Linked DNA regions of Mus musculus: region 2 is linked to region 1. A link is a contact called in public HiChIP or PLAC-seq data. All regions are on one chromosome and are shown on one strand. The core of a region is the stretch at or near the end of the contact, and the rest is flanking DNA. Distances in the headings are between cores, read along the strand shown.

Region 1 (6,553 bases), core at 1,965-4,464:
CCCGGGTCTCCATCCTGTTTGGACATGAAAACCGCGTCAGCACTCTGCGAGTGTCTCCTGATGGGACAGCATTCTGCTCGGGATCATGGGATCACACCCTAAGAGTAAGAAGGGTGTTCCATTTTCCTGTGTGAACAGAGAGGACGGGTGGTGGCCTTCCTGAGCAATCTCTGCCCCTGTCCAGAGATACAGGTGACAAGTGGTTGTCTCTGGGAGGTTGGGAGCCTCGTGCACACAGGTGTTCAACATGGTGGTGAGAAAATAGGCTGAAGCCCTGTTCAGTGGAGTGTGTGAGCGTGAATGCATATGTGTATGTATATGTGTGTACACTCTAACTTCATATCTTTAAACATTAAACTCAACTCTTAAACTATTAACTATTAAAAAGTACCTATCTGTGTCTTCTCAGGTTTGGGCATAATCTTCTGACAGCGTTCAAGAATGTGTGTCCTCTCGTGTAGATATGACTTCTCCATGAGCCCAGGGCTTCCCACAGGTTAGCTTATGGGAGCAACCTCACAGCTCGGCACTCACTCACCCCGTCCAGTGTCTCCATGAAATCTGCCCCCTCCCTGGAAACACTCGGATAGGCCGTGGCACTTCAACTGGACCTTCAAGCCCTTCTGTCATCTCAAAAACTCTGCTAAGTTCTGTCTGTTTTTGAAATTATTCCAGCCAATGGAATTTCACATTTATCAGCATTTAAAATGTCCCTCGTTGTTTCCTTGGATCTAGTCTGTCTTCAGAGCACTTTAAACTGTACCTTTTCTTGGCGTGGACTGTGGCTTCTAGAACCATCCTTGGGATGTGCCGGTTATGTGGACTGTAAGAAAGAATGTTCACTGGTCTGTAATAGAAGGAAATTCTATTTCCAGATGTAACTACACAGAACCACTTTTTAAAACTGTTTTTAGGTAAAATTATCTTTTTTCAACCTGTTCAGTTGTCTTTTTTAAGATAATGTTTGGTTTTGTTTTGGGGGATGAGGGTCTGGGGGAGTCTTTAGAAATGAAACGGACACATGCAGAAAACAGAAAAAAAAAACTGTATAATTCACTTGTGATCGATGGCAGTCTAGGCTGAGCATCCCCGACACTTGAGGGCAAAACAGGTTGCCATTCCTAGCACAAATACTGCAGAGAGCAAACAGAACCTTCTGGCATGGGAAGACAGGCCACTAAACTGATTTAAAAGCCTGCTAGTAGTGTTATCAGAAATGCCTAAGATAAACTGTGTGTTGTCCCTATAAATTATATTCGAATGTCCTGCACAGCAGTTGTACTGACACAGACTGGTGGGCAGGCCATGAATAATAATAATGTCTTTGTTATCCAAGGGGTATCTTGTCTTTATTTGAATCATAAATTCCTTCTAGATGCGACTGGCTCCTGTGTATTACAAGGTCCCTGCTTTTTCTTCCTTTTGTTCTTTTAAAGGTGTAGAGGTTTGTTCTTTTAGAAACTCTTCGTGTAATGAGATGCCATGTTAATAGAAATGGTGGCACATACTTTTAAGTTCAGGTACAGAGAAGCAGAGGCCAAAGGATAGCTTGAAGCCAAGAGATCAAGTTCAGCCTCAGCCACATAGTGAGGCCTCATCTTCTCAATGTTTTTGTTTTGCTCTGGTATTTATTTATTTATTCATCTATTTGATTTTTTTTTTTTAATTCTCTGTGTGTGGTCGTGAATACACAGGCCACAGAGCCCACGTGGAGGTCAGAGTATAAACAGTGGAAGTCAGGAAGTCAGATGGAACTCAGGTTGTCAGGCCCAGTTGGTAGCAAGCATCCTTACCCACTGAGCAGTCTCCCTCCCTGCCTCTTGTTATGTTTATAATGAAACAAGGTATCATGGCTGCCTCAAACCTTCTACATTGTCAAGTATGCTTGGGAACTTTCTATCCCTCTGCCTTGGCCTCTCAGATGTTGATCGGCCAGCGTGCCCTGCACACTAGATGCACTAAGACTGTAGGTGCTGCTAGAGATCAGATCCAGGCCTTCCCTCAGGATTCACGCTCTACCAACTGAAATATAGCCCCAGCTCCAAGACCTCATCTTTTAAAAGAATGCTTAATTCTGTTTTGTTTAAGTGTACTGGGAACCAAAGGACACCTCAGACACTGCTAAAAAAACTGGCATTGTGGATGGCCTTGGGTGTCTGACCAGCCAAAGATTTGTTGACCCTGAAAAGAAGGGGGTATGTGTGTCTCTAGATTGTCTGTCTTGTCTTATCCTACTCTGCCTGGCTCTTTGCTTAGTGCTGGCTTTGTAGCCCCAGCCCCATGCTCCTTACAGAGACCCTCAGAATACAGAACAACATTCTTCCAGTCAGCAGAATGGCACTGTCCCCACTTCAGCAGTCTCTGCGGAACTCAGAGTGACAAAAAGCCACATATATTTTTGTCATGTCATTAATATTATGTAAATATCCCTCAGGAGCCCTGAAAGCGTCTCAGGGACTCAGAAGGGTTCTGGATTATACTTCCACACTCTAAAGAGCTCTCTTTGCTGCCCCTCAGGCCCCCAGGAAGACTCTCCTGGATTAAAGCAGAACTCTAGAGAGTGTGGGCTTAAAGAAGGGACCAGGACAACTGGGCAGAGTTGGCCTCTGGGAGAAGGCCTCTGAGGAAACTTGGGGTAACATCAGCATCACAGAATGCCAAAAAGGAGCCCCGAGAGGGCCCACAAAGGCTAGAGCCCAGCAGGCCTGCTCAGTAGAGCAGTGGTTCTCAACCTATGGGTCTCAACCCCTGTGGGAGCCATATATTAGATATCCTACATATTACATATTAGATATTACATTATGCTTCATAACAGTAGCAAAATTACAGTTTTGAAGTAGCAACTATCATTTTATAGTTGGGGTCACCACAACCTGAAGATAGCCGCATTGGGAAAGTTGAGAACCACTGTACTAGAAATGTATCAATGGAGAACAGACAGGCTCTAGGAGGCATTGCTGGTAGGTCAGAAATAGGCAAGAGTCAGGGGTTGGGGCCACCTTGCCTCCTCCAGCCTGGGACAACCACTTGCAAAATGATGGGTATATCCTTAATTCCCAAACAAGTAGGCCAATTGCAATCGCTACCAGCTGGGCCTGATGACTCAAGTCTGTAATCCCAGCAACTCCGGAGGCTGAGGCAGGAGAATGACCTATTCACTCCCTAGAAAGTTCCAGCCCCCATCTATTTAAACCTCAACAATAATCCGAGGGTCTCCCGCTGCTCCTGCTTGCCCCACCCCATGACGCTCTCCTTGTACCAGGTGCAAGTGATATTCCCAAATGTCCAGGTGGGTCAGAGTGGGAAGTAGCTGAGCCTAGAAAGCCTACTGAGGTTGGACCGGGTGCAGGAGCCAAAGGATGGCCGACTCGCAGGACCCACTGCATGAACGCACTAGACGGCTGCTGTCTGACTACATATTCTTCTGCGCACGGGAGCCGGACACCCCAGAGCCACCGCCCACGTCTGTCGAGGCGGCCTTGCTTCGCTCTGTGACTAGGCAGATCCAGCAGGAGCACCAAGAATTTTTTTCCTCCTTCTGCGAAAGCCGGGGCAATCGCCTGGAGCTGGTGAAACAGATGGCAGATAAGTTGCTCTCCAAAGACCAAGACTTCAGCTGGAGCCAACTGGTGATGCTCCTGGCCTTCGCGGGGACGCTTATGAATCAAGGCCCTTACATGGCTGTCAAGCAGAAGAGGGATCTGGGGAATCGTGTCATAGTGACCCGAGACTGCTGTCTCATAGTGAACTTTCTGTATAATCTGCTCATGGGGCGTCGGCACCGCGCCAGGCTGGAGGCTCTCGGCGGCTGGGTGAGACCACTGGAGGAGGGTGACGGAGATGGCTTGGGAGACGGGGCACAGGAGGATGTGTTGAGTGCCTTTACCGCAGGGTCTTATGTAGCCAGCCTAGGCTGGCCTCAAACCTCACCAGATACTACCCTGCCACTATGGTCCTCCTGCTTCTATCCCATGAGCACCAGGATTACAGGCTATGTCATTATGGTGGGTTTTTGTGGTGCTAGAAGGGGAAGCCAGGGCTTTGAGCATACTGGGCAAGAACTAAGTGAGCCACATCTCCAGCCCAGGGATTTCTTTTTTTTTTTTTTTTTTTTTTTTTTTTTTTCAGGGATTTCTTTATAGGCTGCTCTTACTCAATAGCTTTTATAAAACTTCATTCAGGGGCAGTCAGGCACACTTGGCTTACCCTAACTCTTAGCCCAGGACTGTCAGGGAGGGTTGATTAAGTCTAATAGGCCCAAGTGGTATAAAGGGAGCAGTAACCATGCCCAGACTTACCCTTATTAGAGTAAGGCCTTAGGGATTGTGAAATGTGTGGGGCCACCAAGTGAGGAGCCTGACTGGGATCTTTTAGGCCACTGTACTTTTCCCTGCTGGGCAACCTCCAGGCTCATGGCTTTCGGTTGGTCCTTAATCTCGGTGGTGTAGGCTAACGAGGCAGTCCTTAGCCTCCCTCCAGCTGCATGGAGCTATTGATCAAGGAAAACACACAGGATGAGGATAAAAAGCTTGATGGTAGACTGTTAGCATCTGTGAAGCCCTGGGTTCGATCCCCAGCATCACCAGAAAAGAGGAGAGAAAAAGAAAGGAAAGGGGAGGAAAGGGGAGGAAAGGGGAGGAAAGGGGAGGAAAGGGAAGGGAACCCTTCTATCTTAGGTTAGTCCACAACAGGCCCCTTGGAGGCTGAGCTTAGCCTCCTCAGGTTTCTTTACCTCCCTCTTCATTGTGGTTGAATCAAAATGGATACATTATGGGGTAAATATAACTTAACCATTAAAACCTGCTATACAAAACCCAAATGGATTACACTCCTGTCAGGAGTCTGCATTTAAGCTACCTGGGAAAGGCAAGGCAGCAGGACATGTTAGTACCTGCCCTGCTCCTGATGGACGGGTCTCCACTGGGCCCACAGACTGCCTTCAGCCGAGTTTCCAAGGACCCTCTCTGAGCCCTCTGAAGAGGTCATTAAGACCGAGTGTTGATTTCTCCCTCTGCCTCCTGGCTCCTCCCTCTACCTCCTCTCTCTCATAAGCTCTCATCTCAGCCTTGGTCAGATTTTCCTTTTTGGGGGAGAGAGATTCACTATCAGACTTACTAGCACCCTGAGAAGACAACATGGCGACAGCTCTGCATAGAGTTTAGGTCCATAAGGCCAAGCGAGGTCTCTTTAGGTCTCAAAGGCTCCAGAGGAAGGGGTAGGTCGTGTGCCACATAGTGATGAATCCGTCCGTGTGGATGCATGGGTGTGTGTAGCAGTCACCGATGCTAGAGCAGGAGGGGAAGTGGGAAAGATTGGGCCCTTTAGTTAGTGTCTGTTCACGATACAGGATTTGCTACCCATAGCCCTTGATTACTTAGGGTGTCAGGCACCCAGCTGTTCCCTTTGGGGAATAGAGGCTTACGAGTTCCCAGGCTGACTTTCAACAGGGTTATCTGCTATTTCTTTTACACAAGCTGTGAAGGTAGAGAAAGCAGCTGCTGCGAGTCAGCATGGCCTGGATACCCTCTAGTTCACATATAACATTCCCAGCCTTTTTTGGTCTGGAGATAACAGGCGTTAAGTGTCTGATCGCTGTCATACTGACTTGGGTGGTGCGGTCAGCAGGTCTCCCATCTCCGGGTATCTGAGTCAGAGATTGGCACAATAGTAGGATATTGTCCACATGAGTGTGTGTGATGCACCACACAGCAGTCTGGATGAATTGAGAGGGAAAGTGTATTCAAGAGGGGGCCTGTGACCATAAGAACCAAGATACTTATTAAAGGAGTAACCAGAGCTGTGATCCAGGGGGGTCCCCCATGAGTTTTGAAACCATTTTGAATTTGATTTACAGAGAGAGGGTCAAGAGTGACTAGAAGGGCTGAAGATAGACTGTGCTGTCAAAGGAGAGAATGCTTTTTACTGGAGGTTGTGGGGAAGGGATCAGAGAGTAATAAGAGGTTTTAAGAGAGTTCTCCAAGGTGTCTTAAGTAAGCGTTGAGGTGTACTGAGGATATCTGTGCCATATGAGGCAGTTAGATGGTTGCTGATGCAGCAAGTTGGATTGCTTATTACAAAACCTAACTGGGAGGTGTCCGGTAGCCAGGTGCCTTTATTTGTATGGCATGATCTAAAACCTCCCATGTATCCTAGAGTGTTCTTCATACTGGAGACTGGTCCAGGGCCTTGTGCATGCTCATCACATGTTTGACCTCTAAGCTCTGAGCTAGCCCTTTATGTGGAAATGCTCGGGAAGGCCAGAGAGGATGTCAGATCTCCTAGAACTGGAATTATGGGCAGTTGTGAGACACTATGTGGGTGCTGGGCACGGAACCCAAATCTTCTGCAAGAGCAGACAGTGCTCTTAACTTCGGAGCCATCCCTCCAGCTGTGCCTACTGTGAATCTGGGGCCCAGGTTTGTTCATGAGGAGACAGGCTAATTCTTGTCTTTCCCCCCACCCTGCAGGATGGCTTTTGCCGCTTCTTCAAGAATCCTTTACCGCTCGGCTTCTGGAGAAGATTGCTGATTCAGGCTTTTCTGTCAGGCTTCTT
Region 2 (6,553 bases), core at 2,812-5,311, 35 kb after region 1:
TGGAGGTTGGTTGTGACACAGGCCAAAGTTGTGTGGTGGAAGGTGGGGCTGGGCTGGGCTGGGCTGGGCTGGGCTGGGCTGGGCGGGTAGGCAGGATATGTGTCATGGCCAAATCCTGGCAGTTGGGTATGATGATATGGGTAGAGCAGACCCAGGCTCTACCTGGGAATCTGAGAGCATATGCATAGGATTGAATCAGAGAGATACATCAAGCTTGGCCATAGCTCAAGATGTGCCGGTAGGACTGGGTTTGGAGGTTAGATACGCCAGCGTGGTATGAAGTCAAGTGGTAGGAGGGGAGCCTGTGCTGGCAGGTACAATGTGCCTCCTGGTCAAAAGCTGAGTGTTGGGGACTGTCCAGACTAGGCCAGGTACTGGATATGGGCCCCAGACTAGATCTGGGGTTTGGGGATGGTGTGTGGAGGGGAAGATCAGGTGATGGGCTCACCAGGCTAGGCCCTGGTGCAAGATTAATAAAGAGAGGGACAGTAACACACCTCTGTCCCTGGAACTTCCCAGGCAGTGGGTAAAGCCAGGAAATCAGTCAGGGCCAGAGTGCAGGAGCCATGTGATGTAGACTGAGGAGTGGGGGAGAGGGATGTGCCCCTCCCAGGCTTCTGTGCATTAGCAGGAGAGTCGGTTAGATGCTGTGCTCAAGGGGTGAGGCAGTCTAACAGTTTTAGAGCATCAGCCTGTGGGCTGCAGAGATGATGCAGCAGTTAAGAGTGCGTGCTGCTCTTACAGAAGGCCTGGGTTCAGTTCCCAACAACCATATCAGGTAGTTTACAACTGCCTGTCATGCCAGCAACTCCAGGGCACCTAACGCCTCTTCTGCCTTCTCAGGAGCAAGACATACACACACACACACATACACACACATACACACACACACACACACACACACACACACACTCTCTCTCACACACACACATACACACACACACACTCACACACTCTCTCTCACACACACAAACACACACACACAGTCTCTCTCTCTCTCTCTCTCACACACACACATACACATACATACACACTCTCTCTCGTTCACTCACACACATACACACACACTCTCTCACTCACTCACTCACACACAAACACATACACTCACACACACACACACACACTCACACTCTCACACAAATTTATAAATAATATTTTATTAATAATCTTTAAAAATTAAAAAGGGCTCAATCTGCCTGGGCGTGGAAGTTCATACCTATAATCCTGGCACTTGGGAGGCTGAAGCAGACAAATGGCTGAGTGCTAGATTATGATGGTGCATTTTAGTTGTGAATTGAGGATAAGGGAGCAGCAGGGAGTCTGTCAGGGTGGTGGTCAAATCCCTAAGGGCAAGCTGCAACTTACAGTGGCCAAAGCTAGGGAGGTGGTGAGAGGCTGATTCTTGCTATTGCCACAGAACCTACAGACGGATCAGGCGTGGATTCTAGAGAAGGAATAGAATGCTTACCCAAGGCTAGAGAAGGGAGGCTTTGGCTCCTGATCCCAGGCTTTGACTTCCTGATGAATAGGTTTGTTTGGGGCTTAGGGACAAAGCAGACTGCTCTTGGCAAACCTGGAAAGTGGATGTAAATCAGGCTGGCCTTTGGGGGTAGAAGGCTGCCCACATAGAACTGTTTCAAGCAAGAGTCTGGGTTGGTGAGAAAGGATAGAAAGTGAGCCCAGAGCTACAGCAGAAAGCCCTGACCATCAAGATAAGATGTTCTGGGCTGGCTGGGCAGTGGTGGCACACGCCTTTAATCCCAGCACTTGGGAGGCAGAGGCAGGCAGATTTCTGAGTTCAAGGCCAGCCTGGTCTACAGAGTGAGTTCCAGGACAACCAGGGCTACACAGAAAAACCGTGTCTCAAAAAAGAAAATAAAGATGTTCTGGGCTGGAGAGATGGCTCAGTGGTTAAGAGCACTGACTGCTTTTCCAGAGTTGCTGAGTTCAAATCCAGCAACCACATGATGGCTCACAACCATCTGTAATGAGATCTGACCTCTTCCAGTGTGTCTGAAGAGAACTACAGTGTACTTACATATAACAATAAGTCTTAAAAAAAAAAAGATGTTCTAATGTGGAAAGATTACTTAGTATAGACAGTCAGTGTTTCTATCTGTTCTGGGAAGAATGAACAGTCCTGGCAGGACAGATTTCTAAAGATATATTTGCACACATAATCTATCAGACTATTGAAACAATGAACTCTCCAAAATTGGAATATTCAGTTGTCTCTTGCTAGAAGGAAAAGCTGAAGGCTGACACTGGCCTGAGGGATGGTGTGGTGGGGAGGGGAGTTTGTCTCCGAGAGACAGAATTACAGCTTATCCACTATCTTAAAAGAGAGACTGGAGCCCAAGCAACGATAATGAATAGGACTACTTCTTTCTTAGTTAGGGTTTTACTGCTGTGAACAGACACAATGACCAAGGCAAGTCTTATAAAGGGCAACATTTAATTGGAGCTGGCTTACAGGTCCAGAGGTTCAGTCCATTATCATCTAGGCAGACATGGTACATAAAGAGCTGAGAGTTCTACATTTTCATCTGAAGGCTGCTAGCAGAATACTGGCTTCTAGGCAGCTAGGATGAGGGTCTTAAAGCCCACACTCATAGTCACACACCTACTCCAACAGGGCCACACCTAATAGTGCCACTCCCTTGAACATATATGTAAATGATCACACCACCTTACTGAAACTGTTTATTATATATGTTATATACCTCTGGACCCTTACTTAAGCCAGAACCTCAAGTTAGAACCTAGAAAATAGATTTGGGAGAGAGGCTGGGTGGTCACTGGACTTTTGATTTGTTCATCTGTCCCTTTTCTGGTTTTCAGTATTAATTTGTCCTTCAGCAGGCTTTTGAAAGTAGATGGCTGAGGCTGGTCTATTAGAGGAGTCTCAGGGCCTAAACAGACCCTAACTCAAGTAACAAATGGTTCAAATAGGACAAATACTATAAAAACTTACTAAGGGGGATTGGAGAGCATGGACTGCTCTTGCAGAAAACCTGAATTCAGGCCGGGGCAGTGATGGCACATGCCATAATACCAGCACTCCGGAGGCAGAAGCAGGAGGATTTCTGAGTTTGAGGCCAGCCTGGTCTACAGAGTGAGTTTCCAGAACAGCCAGGGCTACACAGAGAAACCCTGTCTCACAAAAACAAACAAACAAACAAACAAACAAAAAACCCTGAATTCAGTACTCACACCGAGAAGCTAACAGCTGTGAGTAACTCCAGGGGAATCCAATATTCCTGGCTTCCATGGGCACTGCACAAACATGCACACATTCACACATAAAGATAAATCTGGCTTTGGAATAGTGGCTCAGAGGTTAAGCTCCCTGACAGCTCTTCCAGAGGACCTAGGTTTGAATTCCAGCATCTGATGATGGCTAGCAACTGTCATTAACTTTAGTTGCAAGGCACCCGACACCCTCTCCTGACCTCTGGACACTAGGCATACATGCGATAAACAAACATGCATGCAAAACTCATATACATGAAAATTAAGCATACACTAAGTACCACGCATCACGTTAAAGACCCGTAATTCAGTGTTCTCATTTAGGTCTCACGGTAACCTGTGAATTGTGTACTAATGGCCCTGTGTGGGAGTAAGCAGCTCATGAGAAGGCAAAGCTGAGAAGCCGTAGAAGGAAGCCTGAGGTTCAAGCCTGGGCTCAGCTCTGAAGCATGCATGCATGAGCAAGAGTCAGAACTGCCCGGTGCACCATCTCAGTCGCAGCTTGAGCTAGTGAGAGGTTCAGGGAAGGCAGCTATGGGAGCGGTAAACCCAGGGGAGTAGTCTAAATGAACAGACATCAGTCTGCCATTTAAGTTAGACATGAAAACGAGGCTTGGGATAGAGTTTAAAGATGAGAAGCACGAGCAGAATCCCATCCCCTGGCCGGCCGCAGCACACGGGCAGGTCTGCTTCCTGGCCGGCCACAGCACACGGGCAGGTCTGCTTCCTTGCCGCAGACCCTCTGGGCCCCTTTGTCTGCGTGGAACGGACTGGAGTGCCGTGGCACTTCCTGAGCTTCATGGCACCCGGATGCGGCATCATAGCAGGCAAAGTGGATGATGCAATCCCACTTCTTTCCCCAGGAATCCTATGACTACCAGATACAGGGACAACACCCCAAAAGCCACTCCTGCCCGATTTAAGGAGACCTCCTCAGGCTGCAGAGAAAGGAGCCCCACAAGTTCAAGCTTGACAAGCAAACCTCCGGATTCAATTACTTTTGTTTCTATTTATCAATCAGCAAGGGCTGGGCTGGTTCACAGAACAACAACAACAACAACAAACCCTCCCAGAGTGTTTAAAAGGAGCCCTACCCAGACACCTTCTAACTTGTGAGCACCCCTGTTGTAGGCTTCTGTGATATCACCTTAAGCAACGAAGTCTTCCTCTTGGAGTAGTTTAGAGCAAGAGTGGACCCAAATGTACATTCTCTACTTCTCCCTGTAGCTCCCATCCTTGTAGTCTGTGGTCTGTCTGAAGTCTATCCCGAACAAATGGCCTTGCTCTATATTTATTGAACAGCACAGAAAATATGGTATGGGAAAATAACAAAAATATCTTTTATAGAAATCTTTAAATGGGGGGTAGGGTGCTGGAGAGATGGCTTGGGGGTTAAGAGTAGTTAATGCTCTTCCAAAGGAGATGAGTTCAATTCTCAGGACTCACATGTTGGCTCCCAAAGACCTGGGACTCCAGGATGATGGATCTGATCACCCTTCTGGCCTCTACAGTACACATGATACACAAAACTCACATGTAAAAGAAAAAAATTTTTTAAGACAGGGTTTCTCTGTATAGCCCTGGCTACCTGGAACTAACTCTGTAGACCAGGCTGGCCTCGAACTCAGAAATCTGCCTGTCTCTGCCTCCCAAGTGCTGGGATTAAAGGCGTGTGTCACCACCGCCCGGCAAAGAATTTTTAAAAATTAAAAACATGTATTTATGTTTGTGTGTATGCCACATGTGTGCAATGCCCACTTAAGCCAGAAGAGGGCGTTAGATTCCTGGAGCCGGAGTTACAGGTGGCTATGAGTGCCCGATGTGAGTGCTAGAAGCCGGTTCTCTTGAAGTGCAGCAAGTGCTCTTAGCTGCTGAGCCCCAAAATTACTCGAGCCCCAAAATTATTTTTGCTGGTGTGGTGGCACACATCTTTAAACCAAGCACTTGGGAGGCAGAGACAAGTGAATCTCTTGAGCTTAAGGCCAGCCTGGTCTACATAGTGAGTTCCAGGATATCCAGGAATATGTTGAAAGATCCTGCCTCAAAACAAAACAAAAATAGTTGTTTTCAACCTACTGGCTGCTTTCAGCAACTCTCTCTCTCTCTCTCTCTCTCTCTCTCTCACATACACACACACACACACACACACCATTCTGGGTCAGGGTCATGGGGGCCTGAGTCCTTAAATCCTGAATAAAGGATTTAAGATTAATGATAGGCACTTAGCTTAGGTTTAAAAGCTGACTGCATGAGAAACGCAAGGTATAAGGTTGGTTATATTGTTCTCCTACAGGCAGCTTAGACTAAAACAGGCTGTGCACACAGTAGGACAGCAGCATACTGGGTACAGCTTTAGATTTCCAGGCATATGATTACTTGGCTGTGAGATCCAAAGTTCAGTGTCTTTAAAGGGGAGAGAGTCACTGGAAAGCTTTGTGCAGAGATTGATGCTTGCCTTGTACTCTTATTAAAGTGCACTGCGCTATCACAACTGAACACACAGTCCTGGTCAGTTCACCCAGGGTCGACTGGATTGGCAGGCACAGGGCCTTTGTATCTATCTCCTCATTCAAAAGGAACTTTGAGCTAGGTGTGGTGGTGCACATGTCTAACCTTGGCACTTAGAAAGCAGGAGACACTTGCAGGCTATATAGATCCTGTCTCAGACAGAAAGAAGGTGGGTCCACCAAGATTGACAGGCAAGTGACTGGGAGTCAGTACCAATGAGGTCATCCAGAACTCAGCCCTCCCTATTCCATGGTTAGTGGTCTCTACGCTGGATGCTGATCACGTGGACCACAAACAGGCCTGAGGTGAAGTGACTGAAATGAATTACTGTTCTTGACCCGTCTGTGTAGGGCGAGAGCCTACGCTGGCTTTGGCTTTAAAATAAGAGTGGGAACTGAAAGGGTGAAATGAAGACATGAAAGGTTCAGGCTGCCTGGTGACTGGAATCCACTGTGTCCTGAATTACACCATAGCATCCGTGTTAAACGTTCTCTTGGAGAGGGTGACAACCTAAGGGGTAGCACTACACAGGCTTTTAACTCAGAATGTGCAGTTGTTGGTTTTTATTTTTGCTTTTAAAACACCACTTGACTCATGATCCTCTTTGATTCCTTAGACAATGGGCCACAGTGCAAATTACATGTCATGCGTTGCCTAATGACAGCAAGTCTTCTGAGAATCCACGTCTCTGGACGATTTCATCACCATGGGCTTACAGAACTAGATGGGACAGGCCAGTCCGTCCCTGTTACCTCTTGGTGCAGCCAAGAAGCAGGGAAATAAGCTGCATCAG

What was found. HiChIP or PLAC-seq counts read pairs in DNA pulled down with a chosen protein or histone mark.
Region 2: a contact with region 1 is called in an H3K27ac HiChIP or PLAC-seq map of embryonic stem cells, with 7 read pairs. The contact joins the enhancer-like site here to the promoter of Bcl2l10 in region 1. A contact is called at or near these places in 1 of 39 promoter capture datasets (macrophages), 2 of 15 datasets of contacts at CTCF or cohesin (both in the NIH/3T3 cell line), 5 of 484 Hi-C or Micro-C datasets (brown adipocytes, embryonic stem cells, myocytes and 1 more), 4 of 115 datasets of contacts at active chromatin or transcription factors (all in embryonic stem cells) and 3 of 9 other capture datasets (adipose tissue, liver and pancreatic islet).

Annotation. Positions count from the first base shown.
Region 1 is chr9:75,344,544-75,351,096 of GRCm38.p6, forward strand. It overlaps Bcl2l10 (Bcl2-like 10), which reads left to right and starts at 3,215. Exons shown (of 2, transcript NM_013479.2): 1 at 3,215-3,812; 2 at 6,468-6,553. The coding sequence starts at 3,360. Gnb5 (guanine nucleotide binding protein (G protein), beta 5) reads left to right here. Exons shown (of 13, transcript NM_010313.2): 12 at 1-104; 13 at 410-1,380. The coding sequence ends at 421.
Region 2 is chr9:75,378,955-75,385,507 of GRCm38.p6, forward strand. No RefSeq gene overlaps it. Among named protein-coding and RNA genes, the nearest start is that of Mapk6, 28 kb to the right of the region's middle. Within about 2 kb of position 4,062, at least 20 of the 459 cell types and tissues checked have an H3K27ac peak or open chromatin away from gene starts, as enhancers often do. A contact at or near this core is called in brown adipocytes and embryonic stem cells, where this site is marked.